Regions from separate parts of the Sus scrofa genome. Here region 2 is linked to region 1. The links are chromatin contacts, called in public HiChIP or PLAC-seq maps. All regions are on one chromosome and are shown on one strand. The core of a region is the stretch at or near the end of the contact, and the rest is flanking DNA. Distances in the headings are between cores, read along the strand shown. Region 1 holds the start of FAM69A (protein FAM69A). Region 2 holds the start of RPL5 (ribosomal protein L5).

What was found. HiChIP or PLAC-seq counts read pairs in DNA pulled down with a chosen protein or histone mark.
Region 2: an H3K27ac HiChIP or PLAC-seq map of alveolar macrophages shows a contact between it and region 1. The contact joins the promoter of RPL5 here to the promoter of FAM69A in region 1. A contact is called at or near these places in 1 of 5 promoter capture datasets (liver), 1 of 47 Hi-C or Micro-C datasets (embryonic fibroblasts) and 2 of 2 datasets of contacts at active chromatin or transcription factors (alveolar macrophages and skeletal muscle).

Annotation. Positions count from the first base shown.
Region 1 is chr4:124,226,199-124,233,474 of Sscrofa11.1, forward strand. FAM69A (protein FAM69A) reads left to right here and starts at 3,216. Exons shown (of 5, transcript XM_021090226.1): 1 at 3,216-3,239.
Region 2 is chr4:124,364,535-124,371,635 of Sscrofa11.1, forward strand. RPL5 (ribosomal protein L5) reads right to left here and starts at 3,078. Exons shown (of 8, transcript NM_001114284.2): 1 at 3,032-3,078; 2 at 1,867-1,936; 3 at 1,661-1,776; 4 at 527-661. The coding sequence starts at 3,034. It overlaps EVI5 (ecotropic viral integration site 5 protein homolog), which reads left to right and starts at 3,244. Exons shown (of 18, transcript XM_021090214.1): 1 at 3,244-3,369.

The DNA.
Region 1 (7,276 bases), core at 1,966-4,465:
CAAAAAAAAAAAAAAGAAAAGAAAAGGGAGCCACACCCTTTATTGTACACCTACCTTTTCACATAATCCCCTCTTATTCTTCTGACTCCTACAGTCCCTCGACCCCACAAGGACTTGTGATTCACTGATCCTACCATCTTTTCTCTTTTCTTTTTTTTTGGGGAGGGGGAGGTGAGCAGCATGCCTGAGGCATGCATTAGTTCCCAGGTCAGGGATCACACCCAAGCCACAGCAGTGACCTAGGACAACACCTGCTCCTTTAACTGCTAGGCCACCAGGAAACTCCCCCTATGAACTTTTTCTGTCCTTAATCTCTCCATATCCACTCTTCCCTCATCTTGAACTCCATGATGAATCATAATCACTTCCTATTTACAGTCTCGACTTCCTTCTCTCTCTTTGCTCTTATTTCTTGGTAAAACCTGATTACACAGGATTCTAAGCCTACTCTGAGCCTGCATCCTTGCAGTTAATTATTGCAGGAGGAAGAAAAGCACAATCACGCCGACGCATCCCAATTAAATTCATGACCACAAACTCCAGTGGGCCCTTTTAAAAAAATTTTTTTTTCATCTTTTATCTTTTTAGGGCGGCACTCGTGGCATATGGAGGTTCCCAGGCTAGGGGTTGACTCAGCGCTGTAGCTGCCTGTCTCCAGTGGGCCCTTAAGGATACTCGGCAAGCAGGTGATACTCTCCTAGTCAACTCATCTTTTCATTTTCCTGGATGACTCTCTCACACCTTGGCTTCTCTCCTCAAACCTCCACTGTGCTTCTGAATCTCCTCTCGCTTGATGACTTCACTTGCCCCGTGTCCCTGAGAAAACAGAAGCGATCCAAAGAGAACTCGCAGAGTCCCACACACCCGCCTGCCAGTTTGCACAGAGGAACAGCCTGTGCTCCTGTCTACACATGATCCTTCATGTGCGTCCTGGATTCCAAACTCTCTTTCCCTCTCAAGGACACTGCTCCAGCAATGCTCTCTTCTTGCTCCTACATGCATGCATCCTCTTCTAGATCATTCTCATGAAAAACAAATATCTATCCCCATTTTTTGCTCAACCTACTCTTGACTCCACCTCCATTGCGGGGCTTCCCTTTGCAGGATAACTTCTGGAAAGAATTGCCTGTCGTATTAGCCACCTCCAGTTCCTCTCCCCCTGTTTTTTCGTAAACCCTTTCCAATCAAGTTCTTACCCTTTTGCTCTACTGAAATATTACCAATGGGCTCCACGGTACTAAACCCAAGAGTCAGTTCTCACTCCTCTCACAGCGTTATATTCACATGGCTTCCAGGCACCTCACTCTTAGCTCACCTGCTTCACTGGCTGCTCCTTCCCAGCCTCCTTTGCTGGCTCATCCCCTCTCCTGCCTTGAAGCTGCAAAGGTTCCATCCCTGGTTCTCCTCCATTTATACTCTCTTCCTTGGTGATCTTGTCCAGTCTCATGGCTGATTATTTTTCTACTTTTTGACATATATAAGTTTCTGATGACTTTCAGATCACACCCGTGAACTGGCAAAAACTCCTCTAAGTCCTGGCTCCTCCCTTAGCACTTTAGAGCAGTTCCTCAGAGGTACCCATCTCCCTGCCTGTAGTCCTCAGTAAGGTCACCGAATAAAACATAGCTCTCATTAAAAAAAAAAAAAAATGCTGCTATCTCACATACATTGCTAGCTTAAGCCACTCTTCTAATCCCAGACTCATGTATATAACTGCCTACTCAAGATTTCCACCTGAATCTCTGATATCTCAGATGTAACAGAGTCCAAAGAGAATTCCTTATCTTTCTCCCAAACCAACTCTACCTGTAGCCTTCCTCATCTCCACTGGCTTAGTATCTTTCTTCCTTTCTTTCTTTTTGTCTTTTTAGGGCTGCCCCCACAGCATATGGAGGTTCCCAGGCTTAGGGGTCAAATCGGAGCTGTGGCTCCCAGCCTACACCACAGCCACAGCAACCTATGCCACATCCATGCAACTTGGGATCCGAGCCGTGTCTACAATCTATACCACGGCTCATGACCACGTCAGATCCTTAACCCACTGAGCGAGGCCAGGGACTGTACCCACATCCTCGTGGATGCTAGTCAGGTTCGTTAGCCACTGAGCCATGACGGGTATTCCTCTTTTTTAAATATCCTCTATCAGCTTTACTATCTTATTTGATTTTCTTATATAGTACATTTATTATTTATTGCCTGTCGCCCCCTAAAATATAGCATCCACAAGGGCTGAGATTTTTGTATTTTGCTCAGGTATATGACCCAGTCAGTTAGAACAATGGGTGCTCAATATTTACTTATTTAATGAATAAAAGAATGAATTAAACCAGTAGTATCCATTCTTATCTTACTCAGAATTTACCAAGGTCTCTTTACGCAAACTGCAAAATCAATGAAAAATGGTTTGCCAGCAGTAAAATACCACCCAGGTATAAAGCCTGTGTTGGGTTGGGGGCGGGGAGGACAGAAAAGCATCTCTTCAGAAACAGAAAGCAGGAGAACAAAGCTTAGGTAAAACCCACAGTAAGAGCGAGTAAAGATTTGCTTCTGGGGAAACCTCTTGTCAGAGCAACAAGCCAGAATAAGTTTTATTTTTCTTTTGTCTTTTTAGGGCCGCACCCTGGGCATAGGGAGGTTCCCAGGCTAGGGGGCTAATCAGAACTACTACAGCTGCCGGCCTACACCACAGCCAACAGCAACGCTAGATCCAAGCCGCCTCTGCAACCTACACCACAGCTCACAGCAGCGCTGGATCTTAACCCACTGAGGGAGGCCAGGAATTGAACCTGCGACCTCATGGATGCTAGTCAGGTTCATTGCCACTGAGCCAAGAGGAGGAACTCTCTCTCTCTCTCTCTTGTTTTTTTTTTCTTTTTTTTTTTTTTGAGTGAGTTTTAAATGAATTCCGAATGGCCACCTAAACTTTATTGGCACCACGTGAGAAGGTGGTGTGGGAGGTAAAAAGACGCAAAACCGCATCTTCCTCCATTCCAAGTCGCTAGATCTCCAGCTGTTCTCCCACTAGGGTGGCTCTTTTTTCCCTTATTTGGACTTGGCCGTCAAAAGAAAGACACCACACCCTGCGTTATGCGGTCTTAATTGAGAGGCTATATGCCACGTCCCAGAGCTCCTGTTTTCAAGACTGTATTTAATTCAATTTTTTTTTCCTTTTGAATCAATGTTCCTGGGTGGGGTCAGGGAAACTCTGAAGCTGACTGAAAACAAAACAAATCGAAAAGGTCAGACCTTTTTAAAAAAAGTACTTGGAAACAAAAAGTTTCAGGCGGTCGGAGGAGAACCGGATTTAGAGGGCACACTGCGTTCAGCAGAGGGGAGCCGGGTCGGCGTTCGCTCCGGGGATGCGCGGGTTCGCGGCTCGGGCTGCGGCAGACACCTCCTGCCGCGGTCGCACCGGCCACCGTGCGCGAGGGAGGAAAAGCCGGGCCCCGGGGAAGGCGCCCCAGGCTCTCCTCGAATTTCCGTGCAACCCGCCCAGACACGGCCCGGCTGAAGGAGCAGAGTCCACAGGGAGCGTCTGACCTGCCTGGCGGGGCAGCGGGGCAGCGGAGAGCCGGGAGCAGCCTCCAGGTCCGCGCGGGCTCAGCGCCGGGCGCTCCGGCCGCGCGGCGCACGCCCTCGGCCGGCCCGGCCCTCTCCGCGCGGAGCGTGCGACACCCCGGCTTCCGCGGCGCCCCCTCCTTCCTCCGCACGCCTCCCCTTTAAGCGCGAGGCGCAGTCGGATTTGTGTCGGCCGAGGCGAGGCGGGACTCCCCTTTACGGCAGGGCCGGCGGCAGCGGTCTGACAGCCGCGGCGGCCGGGCGAGCAGAGCAGGAGGCTGGGCCTCGGGCCGCCCGCCGCCGTCCGCGCAGCGGGGCCGGGGGGGAGCGCGGCGCGCGCCGCGGCGGGGGCGGAGGAGGGGGCGGGCCCGGCCCGGCTGGGGGCGGGGAGCCGGGAAGGCGGGGAGCCGGGCGCCCGCGCTCGGGTCCGCCTCTGACTGCGGCGCGGCGGGGCGATGTGTGATTACCATGGCGAGGAGTCTCTGTCCGGGGGCCTGGCTCAGGAAACCCCGCTACCTCCAGGTAGGCCGGCGGCGAGCCCGCCGCGCGGGACCGCCCGCCTCCCTCCTCCTCCCTGGGTCGGCGCCCGCCCGAACCCCGCTGCCCCCTGCCGTCCGGCACCTGGCGGCGCGCCCTCCCCTGCCGCCGGGCGCCGCAGCCCCCGAGCCCGCGCCGCTGCCCGCGCCCCCCGCGTCCCGGGGGCCCGGGCTCGCGCTCGCGCCCCTCGCCCCCCCGAGAGCCCCGGGACGTGACCCGGGTGCGACCCTCCGCCCCTGGCGTTCGCGGCTCGGCCGTCCGTGCCGCCGTCCTCCCCCCCGGTCCGCTGCTCTCCCCCCCACCCCTTCCCGGTGGGCCCCCGCGGGTCGGCTGTGGTCGACGCTGTCCTGAGTCTTCAGGAGGTGGTGGCAGAGGTGGTGTGTCATTCCTCCCTCTTCCAGAAAATTATGGCAGTTTGTCACATCGGTGTCTCCCCAAACCCTGGAGGAGCGCCATGTGCCTCGGGCTGAACCCCTTGGTTCAGTCTTTCCATCATCCCCGTGATTTGAACGGGAGGCAGGGCTCGGAAGCCCGAGCGAGGCGGGTGGATGTGGGGGCTTTGCTTTTGAGGAGGAAGGGGACAGTGTCTGGTGCCCATCTCAAATACCCCAACAATGCTAGCGTAATTCTCAGTCATGTCATGTGTACTGTTCGCGTGTTAATTTTTCATGATTTCCCGTTCCACCCTCTGTTCCGCTGCCAGCCTGTCTTCGAACCCTACTACTGCCTTCATGTACTTTTGGTCACCAGGGGGACCTAGCAGACACCGAGAGTAGCTGAGCGCACATCCATCACCCCAGTGGAAAAACAGCCACAAATCAATGCAATGACCCAGTGAGTGGGTCAGCAGCGCTGCCTGCATTCAGAGGACAGTATTTCTTTACAGTTTACATTGAGGCGTAAAGGTATTGATAGATTACTTGGGGATGGAAATTCATGCTCAGCTGGTGGTTTTATAAATTATTTTAAAAGTTGAGAAGAAGCCGTCATGGGGCCAGTAAATATTACATTTTTGGTTGGAAATTGCGTGTGTGAATCAGTACGCTGCAATGTGCCAGCTACTGCAAATTGGAGGCACGATTTGACAGCCCATGACGTGCAGAGTATAGGAGTAACACTTAATGCTCTTAGCAGCAGTTCCACCGGTAGGAATTGTGCCTTCAGTAACAATCGAGCCAACCCGTCTGGAATTCAACCCAGGTCAGATCCGTCTTTGTAACCCTTTATGTGGGGGGGGGGGAATCTCTCCAGACTCTATACTCCAAATAAGTGTATTGAGAGCTTTAACATGGTTTTTTTTTTTTTTTAACTCGCTGTTTTTATTTTTTTTAGATTTTGTGGTAGACTTTATTTTAGACTGATTCATTTGGTTCTGGATGGTCTTCACAGATGTGGTTGGGACATTTTTTGGCATTATAGCACACAAGCGTTCAGATTGGCTGCGTTAAGATTAGTTTTACAAGTAGTCATGCTTCTGTTAATGATAAACAGTTGGTATTTCTGCCTTCCTGAATGTGCGTATCGTTATTGATTACCAAATTAAACTCAGATTTTAAGCGTTTCGAAAGGATTTGGGGGTATAGTGATATTGTAGTAGGCTATTTCTACATTATAAAGTAATGATTAAACGGAAATTTTATTGCTTACAGTATTGCATTTAAGATGACTACATCTAAAACTTGGGAACTCGCGGAACTGGTGTTTGAACATTGTCTTGGCTTTAGTATTTATCCTCTTTATGAATGTTCTTGTTAGCTGTCCCTCAGCATACGGTTTCAACTTAACCAGCTTTTTAAAAAGGCCTTCAGATTTCTCACACGTCCTGCCTGCCGCTGTTCTGTTGCCTAAATGCCTCGCTTTTGTCTTTAATGCTTCCTCTACTCCTGGGTACTTCAACCTTGAAATTGGTTTGGGCGAAGTCAAAATATTTTCAACTATTGTACAGCTAGCTACTCAGTTTCTCAGCGACTTAAAGTTGAAGTAGTATATAAGTACTCCTTTTTAATTGTTATTATTTTCTTTTTTCCTGAGAATAAAATTGTCTTCCTTTGGGCACAGCGTGAGGCAGGAACACGGAACTGAGTTTTGTTCATTTGTGCATCTGCTTCATTAGGACCTTGAACGAATTTTGTAACTATTTGGTTCCATGGTTTTCACATCCTCAAGTGGAGACGATCGTTTCTTAGTCCAGTGATCGCGTGAACATAATGAAGACCAGCTCAGGTGAAATTAAGTCTATTTCGTGACACCTTTACCACATTTTGGTAGAAGAGCATGTGAACGTAAATGGCGAATACACCCAGCTGAATGTGCTAGCTTGCTGCAACCAGAGGTTTCGGGCTTTCTACCATCCCCCTCTTTATTTATTGAGCATTTATTGATCTGAGTGCTTGCTATGACTTCTTTTATTGACTCCATCATTTGCTTAATTAATAAATATTTCTTGGAGGCCTCTCACGTGCCAGGACCTCCGTGAGGTGGTGGGGATCCTGCAGGAGCTAAGCAGACACCTCTGTGGGCTTCATGGAGTTTATAGTCAGGAAGACGTCAATCAGATAATCTGAGAAATATGCAGGGACAACAGTAGGGGCTCTGAAGAGAAGTGAAGGAACCAAAGACTGAGAGGAAGAGAAGAATTTCTCTCTTTTTGAAAGTATTTGACTCTAGACATCTTTACACATAAAGCAGAAAAGAATAATGAACTGTCACGTGCCCATCACTTGTCCTCAGCAATTAGCAGTATTTCGTTTCATCTCCCCTGCCCCGTATCCTCCTTCCAACTAAACTAGTTTAAAGCAAATCTCAGATATCACAACATTTCAACCAAATACTTCAGTATGCATTTCTAAGAGAGAAGGATATTTTTAGGCATAATACCGTTATTACACCGAACAAAATTAATAGCAATTCCTTATTTTTTTGTCACCCTCCTCCTAGATATGCATTACCCTCTGAGGACTAAATTTGATTTGCCGTAGGGTGGGTTTACTATGTCTTTTTTTTTTTTTTTTTTTTTTCCGCTGTGCCCACAGCATGTGGAATTTCCTGGACCAGGGATTGAACCTGTGCCACAGCAGTAACTGCAGCCACAGCAGTGACAACACGTGATTCTTCACCTGCTAGGCCACTGGGGAACTCCATTTTACTGTGATTTGAGAGGGTTTCTTAGTAAAAATGAAAC
Region 2 (7,101 bases), core at 1,828-4,327, 140 kb after region 1:
AAGGCAGGGCTTCTCAAAATGCAGCGTGGCACATAAATCACTTGGGCATCGTATAAAAATATAAACTCTGAGGGTCTGGAGTAGAGTCTGCATTTTTAATGATGCTGATGGCCAGAAGATCTACACTTCTGGGTAGACCTGTCCCAACAAGGTAGCCACCACCTAGGCACAAATGGCTTTTGAAATTTCAGTTAAAAACAGACTTCATCAGCACTAGACACATTTCAGTACTCAACAGCTACGTGTGGCTACTGGCTCCCCATCGGATGACAGACATCCACCACTGCAGAAAATGTTACTGGTCTAGATAGAGCCAACAAACAGGAAAGAAAACAAAAAATGGTTCCCCACATTAGAAAGTGCATGTCTCAACAGTGTATTTACTTATAAAGCCATCTTCCTTGATGCCGCCCTTTAAGCCCCAGAGCAAAAGCAGGGACTGGTCGTCCCCAAAGCTGCAGGTACCCTACCCAGGTGTGCACATCTTTCCTGGAAACAGCACATCAAAGAGTAATCGTGTACCTACCCTGCGGGCCAGCAGCAGGCCAGTACAATAAGCTGCAGCATAATTTGTCAGGCCGACCTTCACGCCATACTTTGGGAGTTCGTGAGCATAAGCTGCACAAACTATCATATCTCCTTCTATACGGGCATAAGCAATCTACAAATAACAGAAAAACCAGGTCAGTGATCTATTTTCACTGTTTTGAGTACTTGTCCTAAGTGCCTTCTTTTTCAAAGGACTTACTTGGTCAACTACAATAGGTAGCTTTATGAGTCTGTAAATACCTCTATCATCACAGCATCTAAGTTTCAAATTACCACAGACATCAAAGATTAAAATGCCCTCGGAAGAAGTTATACTGTATGTAGTTCCTTACTTCTAAATACTGAAAAGACTCTGAGCTGGTTTAGCTGGTGAATTAAGGAGGCACTAAAGAATCCCCGATTATTTTAAACATCTTTTGAACTAAGCATATCTAAGTCCAAGGACGCTTCAGATACCTAATGTTTAGTCACCTGAGCTTGGGGAAGGAGACTGCCTTCGCAACCCAGAAAACCAAGGAGTGTGCCTGTCCCCTGCAAATTTCAACTATGAAGAGTTTTCCATAACAGCCCAGAAAACTACCTTCTAAGGAGCAAAGAGCCACTTTCTGAAAGTTTTCTACATGGGAGACACTTTCATATGTATTTATTGAAACCTATTTCCAACAATAAGCAGGAAGAATAATCTTAAGAGTCTAATTGAATGTTCTGAACCGCCTCCCTCTTCAAAGCTGTGGGGATGGGGACCCATGACAAGTTCTATTATCCTGCTGAACTGCAATGAGCAAACCCTTCTACTTGGCCTCAGATTTATCCTCCCGGCCTCAGGAAAACAGCACAGTACCATAAATTTCCTTTCCCAATTAGAAAATGAACAGGAAGAACCTGGATCAAAACTGCCAAACAGCTGATCATCAGAGTATTGTTAGGAAGGACCCATTTCCCAGGCCCCAACTTCAGACCTACTACTCACTCTACTATTCCCTGGAATGCCGGGCTCCAGAGGAGCTGGACCTAATCCATACACATGTTTTGCTTCCCAAGGACCATTTGTTTAGCACAGTGAGGGTGGGACAGGGGTACCATCCGTCACTCAGTCTAGAATACAACTTACCTGACAAATTATATCTCTGTTGGTTACACGAACTATCATCCTGTATTTTGGTGTGTTATACTTATTTTTATCTTGGATGACCAATCGTTTCCGGGCATAGTAGTCAGTTTTACCCTCTGAAAGAAAAAAACAATTTAAGAAAGTCTACTCCACTGCCAGAGAAGCAGAAATCGTTTCAACGTGTGAACACAAAAAACTGACCATACCTCGTCGTCTTCTAAATTTCACCTGGTACCTCTTGAAGTAAGCCTTATTCTTGACGACTTTTACAAACCCCTTTAAGAAAAAAGAAATGTTATTAACACTTTGATTGTTTTAGTTTATACTTTTGACATTTGAGCTGTAACAAAGTAACACTTCAAAATTGAAACTTGCAGTGAATTCTGACAACCACCACTTTTTGTAGAGTCCAGCCTTTATCAAATCAAAGCTCGAGAATCACTTTCCTCTACTTTCCATGGCTCAAAATTTATAGCTTTATAAAGCAATAAAAATGAGCCAGTGGGGGGAAATGGAAGGAAACAACAAACACAAACGTAGGCCAATTTCTTAACTTTTGCAAAATACTGCTCAAGACAGCAATCTTGCCAAATGTCTGTTCTTAATACTGTTCCATTTCAAGAATCTAACCTATTTCCCCCTTTATACGAACATTTTTCAAAAGCCTAAGTTACCTGTCACAAAACGCAACTGACCAAGAACTTACTCAGCAATCACTCTGCCGATTAAAACACTGTCCCTCACCTTCTAAAGCCACACCACGCCCGGAAACTCATTAAAAACTGGTGCCACCGACAACCTACAGAAAGGCAGGAGGCACGTACCAAACGCAACGAGCTTCCTTTCGGGGCCCAGAGACGCCACAGCCTGCCAGCTCTACTGACGGATCTGGGTTAAAAGCCACTTCGGGCCGACAACACAGGCCTTCTGAACGACCTGCGGGGTCCGACGGTCTCCCAGAAAACCCATCAAGCGGTCATGGGGGCGCTGGGTCCGAGGAGCCGCAGCCGGTCTCCACTCAGGCCTCCCCTAGCTCGTCTGAGAACGACTGTCCATGCAACCCGCCCGGCTCGGCCGCCAGCCAGTGACCCGCGGCACAACTGGCACTAATCCTGCGGCTTGTCTACTAAACTCACCCCTCACCCGCAATCCAGTGCCCCGGTTCCCCTCTCCTGGCACCCCTCCCCCGCACGATTACGCGCCGTGGCAGCCATTAAGGCCACGCTGGGAGCCGCAGCCGGATCACGGCAGAGCCGGCAATCTAATGCCATCCGATCCGTGCGCCACGCTAGACGGACCCTAGACGGGCCTTGGGACAAGAAGCAGGAACCCCCGTGCCTCCGTAGCCCCGAGATCGGGATATCCACTCACCATCCTGCAGAACAGAGCTCCCAATCGGCGGCTTGCCACAGAGCAGCAGGCCCAGCACCGCTCCCGGGGGGGAAAAAGGGCCGCGACGCGCGCGCAGGCGCAGTATGTAGCGCCAGCGATCACGCAAGCTACGTGTGGAAGAGAGATGCGCCGGCCGCCTGGCGTGCAGCATGCCGCCCCCTGCTGGGGGGAGGACCGATGCGGGCCTTCGCCTTCCGGGAACCAGTCCTCAAAGTCCCGGGTCCGAAAGCTCCAGACCGGCAGGGGCGGTGAGCAGCAGCAGGGAGGCTTACACTTTCCTATGCCGAGAAGTTTCACACCAAACACGCATTACTTTGGTAAGCAAGAAAGACAAGTTTAAAAATTAAATAGAATGAATTTGCTCCTTTTGCCGCCCCCCCGCCCCGAAGTCTCCTCGGGGTCCAGAGCGTACAGGTGCGCCCCACGAAGCCTCGCCTTACGGCTCCAACACTGGGTTGGGGCCCCTCTTTGGCCTTCCCACCGCACCCTCGCACCTGCCTCAGGCTGCTCTAGACTCCCTGAAGGTGGGTGCTGCTGTCAAGGTCACCTTTGAATCTCCAGCACCTGGCACAGTGCTGGCAGTAGGTGCTCGGGGTTTGATAAATGGTAAAAACGAAAACCTCTCTGCCTGCCGCCGCCCCCTCCATCATCTTCCCTGATCCCTGACCGCCTCATCCTTCTCCTTCCCTCCGTCACTCTCTTCTAGCCGACATAGCGTTTTTCCAAGTCTTTTTCTTCACTCTCTTAAAACTAATTACAACTGGATAATGAGTCTTTTGCCGGAATAGGAATACCACGCAGAGACTGAAGAGAACAAACCAACCCTCCAAACAAAAAGCAAGAGACAGTGTTCCCTCACCCAACAGTATTTCAAAGTTGATCTTCCGGCTATTGCATGGGAATCATTTAGGTACTAGTTAAAATACAAATATTTGAGGAGTTCCTGTTGTAGCTCAGTGAGTTAAAGGAACTGTTCTTAACCTACTAGTGAGGGTATGGGTTTGATCCCTAGCCTTGCTCAGTGGGTTAAGGATCTCGAGTTGCCAAAAGCTGCTGTTGGCATCAAGTTGTTGCAGGTACGGCCCTAAGAAGAAAGAAAAAAAGGAGTTCTCATTGTAGCTCAGCAGGTTAAGAACGTGACTAGTATCCATGAGGATGCAGGTTGATCCCTGGCCTCACTCAGTGGGTTAAGGATGCGGCGTGGCGGTGAGCTGTGGTGTAGGTTGCAGACACCACTCAGATCCCGAGTTGCTGCGACTGTGGTGTAGGCTGGCAGCTGCAGCTCCTAGGCTAGGAACTTCCATATGCTACACATGTGGCCCCAAAAAAGCAAAAAAATCAAAAGAGAGGAAGGAAGGAAGCAAGGAAGGGGGGAAAATGCAGATATTTGAAATCGACCAGCTCTTCTAAATCAGACTGGCGGGCTTGGGAACTGGGAGTCTGCATTTTATATTTGGCCTCAAGCCAAATATTCTCAGAAAAGTAGAAAACAAATTCTGTTTTCCCAATAATGAAATTTACTGACTCCACCAAGAAAAGAAGACAAATTACTTACCAGCACAGCAATTTAAAATATTCCCATCCAGGAGTTCCCTTGTGGCTCAGTGGGTTAAGGATTTGGCATTGTCACTGCTGTGGTTTGTGTCACTGTTGTGGCACAAGTTTGTTCCCTCGCCAGGGAACTTCTGCATGCTGTGGGTGCAGCCAAAATAAACTATTCCCATCCTTAGAAGGGATTTTAACTCCGTACCCTCATCCTCCAATAATTTAAGCCTGCTTCCAGGACTATGAGTGTGTATGAATTTAATCTAGCAGGAAAGAATAGGAGTGTAATTATGATAAATCATCTTAAGTTATCTCAAAATTTTTTCTTTGCAATTGGTTTTTGTTTTACATGACTTTATGGTTATACACTGAAGGATTGCAAATAGGTCAACTATTTTATGGGAGTTCCTGTCATGGCTCAGTGGTTAACAAATCCAACTAGGAACTCTGATCCCTGGTTTGATCCCTGGCCTTGCTCAGTGGGTTAAGGATCCGATGTTGCTGTGAGCTGTGGTGTAGGTTGCAGACACGGCTTGGATCCTGTGTTGCTGTGGCTGTGGTGTAGACCGGCGGCTACAGCTCTGATTAGACCCCTAGCCTGAGAATCTCTATATGCCATAGGAGCGGCCCTAGAAAAGACAAAAAAACAAAAAACACTATCTTATGGTTGGATCTCCTTTTTTTGATATCAATACAAAGCATTTTTTTTTTTTTAGGTCCACACGCACGGTATATAGAGGTTCCCAGGCTAGGGGTCCAATCGGAGCTGCAGCTGCCAGCCTACACCAGAGCCACAGCAACGCCAGATTTGAACCTCATCTGCAGCCTACACCACAGATCCTTAGGGAACCCGTTGAGTGAGGCCAGGGATTGAACTCTCATCCTCATGAATACTAGTCAGGTTTGTAACCCGCTGAGCCACAGTGGGAACTCCTGAACTGTGACTTTTTAAAATATCACACTCAAACACTATAATGGTATCATACAGGATAAATTATTGTTGAATACAATAGTTTCAAAGAAAGGATTACTAGATATTTGATATTATCATCTAAATCACTGTCATTCACATTGCAGGTTTCACTCTCTGTTACAATAGCATCCACACCCACCTTTTTTTTTTTTTTTTTTTTTTTTGCCATTTCTTGGGCCGCATATGGGAGGTTCCCAGGCTAGGGGTCTAATTGGAGCTGTAGCCACCGGCCTACGCCAGAGCCACAGCAACGTGGGATCCGAGCCGCGTCTGCAACCTACACCACAGCTCACGGCAACGCCGGATCGTTAACCCACTGAGCAAGGGCAGGGACCGAACCCGCAACCTCATGGTTGCTAGTCGGATTCGTTAACCACTGCGCCATGACGGGAACTCCCCCACCTAGGTTTTGTTCCTCTTCTTGCAATAATTCAGAGATGGGGTAAAGGACAACAAAAATAATAGTATGTTGTAAATTTGTTCAGATGTCTTGCAGTGTCAGAAAAATCATCTCTAGGGAGCTCCCTTGTGTCACAGTGGGTTAAGGATCCAGCATTGTCACTGCAGTGGCTTGGGTCCCAAAAAAGAAAATAACCTCTATAGAAATTAGTTTTAGGGAGTTCTCTTTGTGGCTCAGTGGTAACGAACCCAACTAGGATCCTTGAGGATGCAGGTTCGATCCCTGGCCTCCCTCAGTGGGTCAGGGATCTGGCATTGCTGTGGCTGTGGTGCAGGCTGGCAGCTGCAGCTGATTCAACCCCTGTGCCTTGGGTATGGCCCTAAAAAGACAAAACAAAACAAAACAAAACAAAATAAATTAGTTTTAGATTTATTAACATGAGTTTTCGTACTCTTAGTCATGCAAGCTTTTTTGTTTCCTTGTTTTAATTCCTTATATTAGAATGACACATTCGTTGAATACTTTTCATGCAGTGTCATTCAGTTTAGAAAAAGATTTGTATAAAATTTTAATCTTTTTAAAAATTAGATCTGTTTGGGTTTTGAACACATATACTACTCTTAAAAGCAAGACTACGCAGGAGTTCCCATTGTGGCGCAGTGGTTAACGAATCCAACTGGGAGCCATGAGGTTGCGGGTACGATCCCTGCCCTTGCTCAGTGGGTTAAGGATCCCGCGTTGCTGTGGCTGTGGCGTAGGCCATCGGCTACAGCTCCAATTCGACCCCTTGCCTGGGAACCTCCATATGCCGAGGGAGCGGCCCAAGAAAAGGCAAACAGACAAAAAAAAAAAAAGCAAGACTACACCTTAAAAACTAGATAATACAAGTTTGAAATTCACTTTTTCGTCAAAGACTAATTTGAGCAGCTTCTACTATTTCACTTTACTTTCTACCACATCTCACGTCTTGTCTAAATCCAGTCTGTTTTAACACAGTGACTACCTGTGCATAAAGATAAGCACGAAGTTGGAGCCTTGGCTCTGCTCCTTTGCAAAAGCTCATCATTCCAGAGTCTTTGGGGTTCAGTTTTCAGAAAGAAAGGATTCAGATCGACAAGTTAGTTTGCTTTT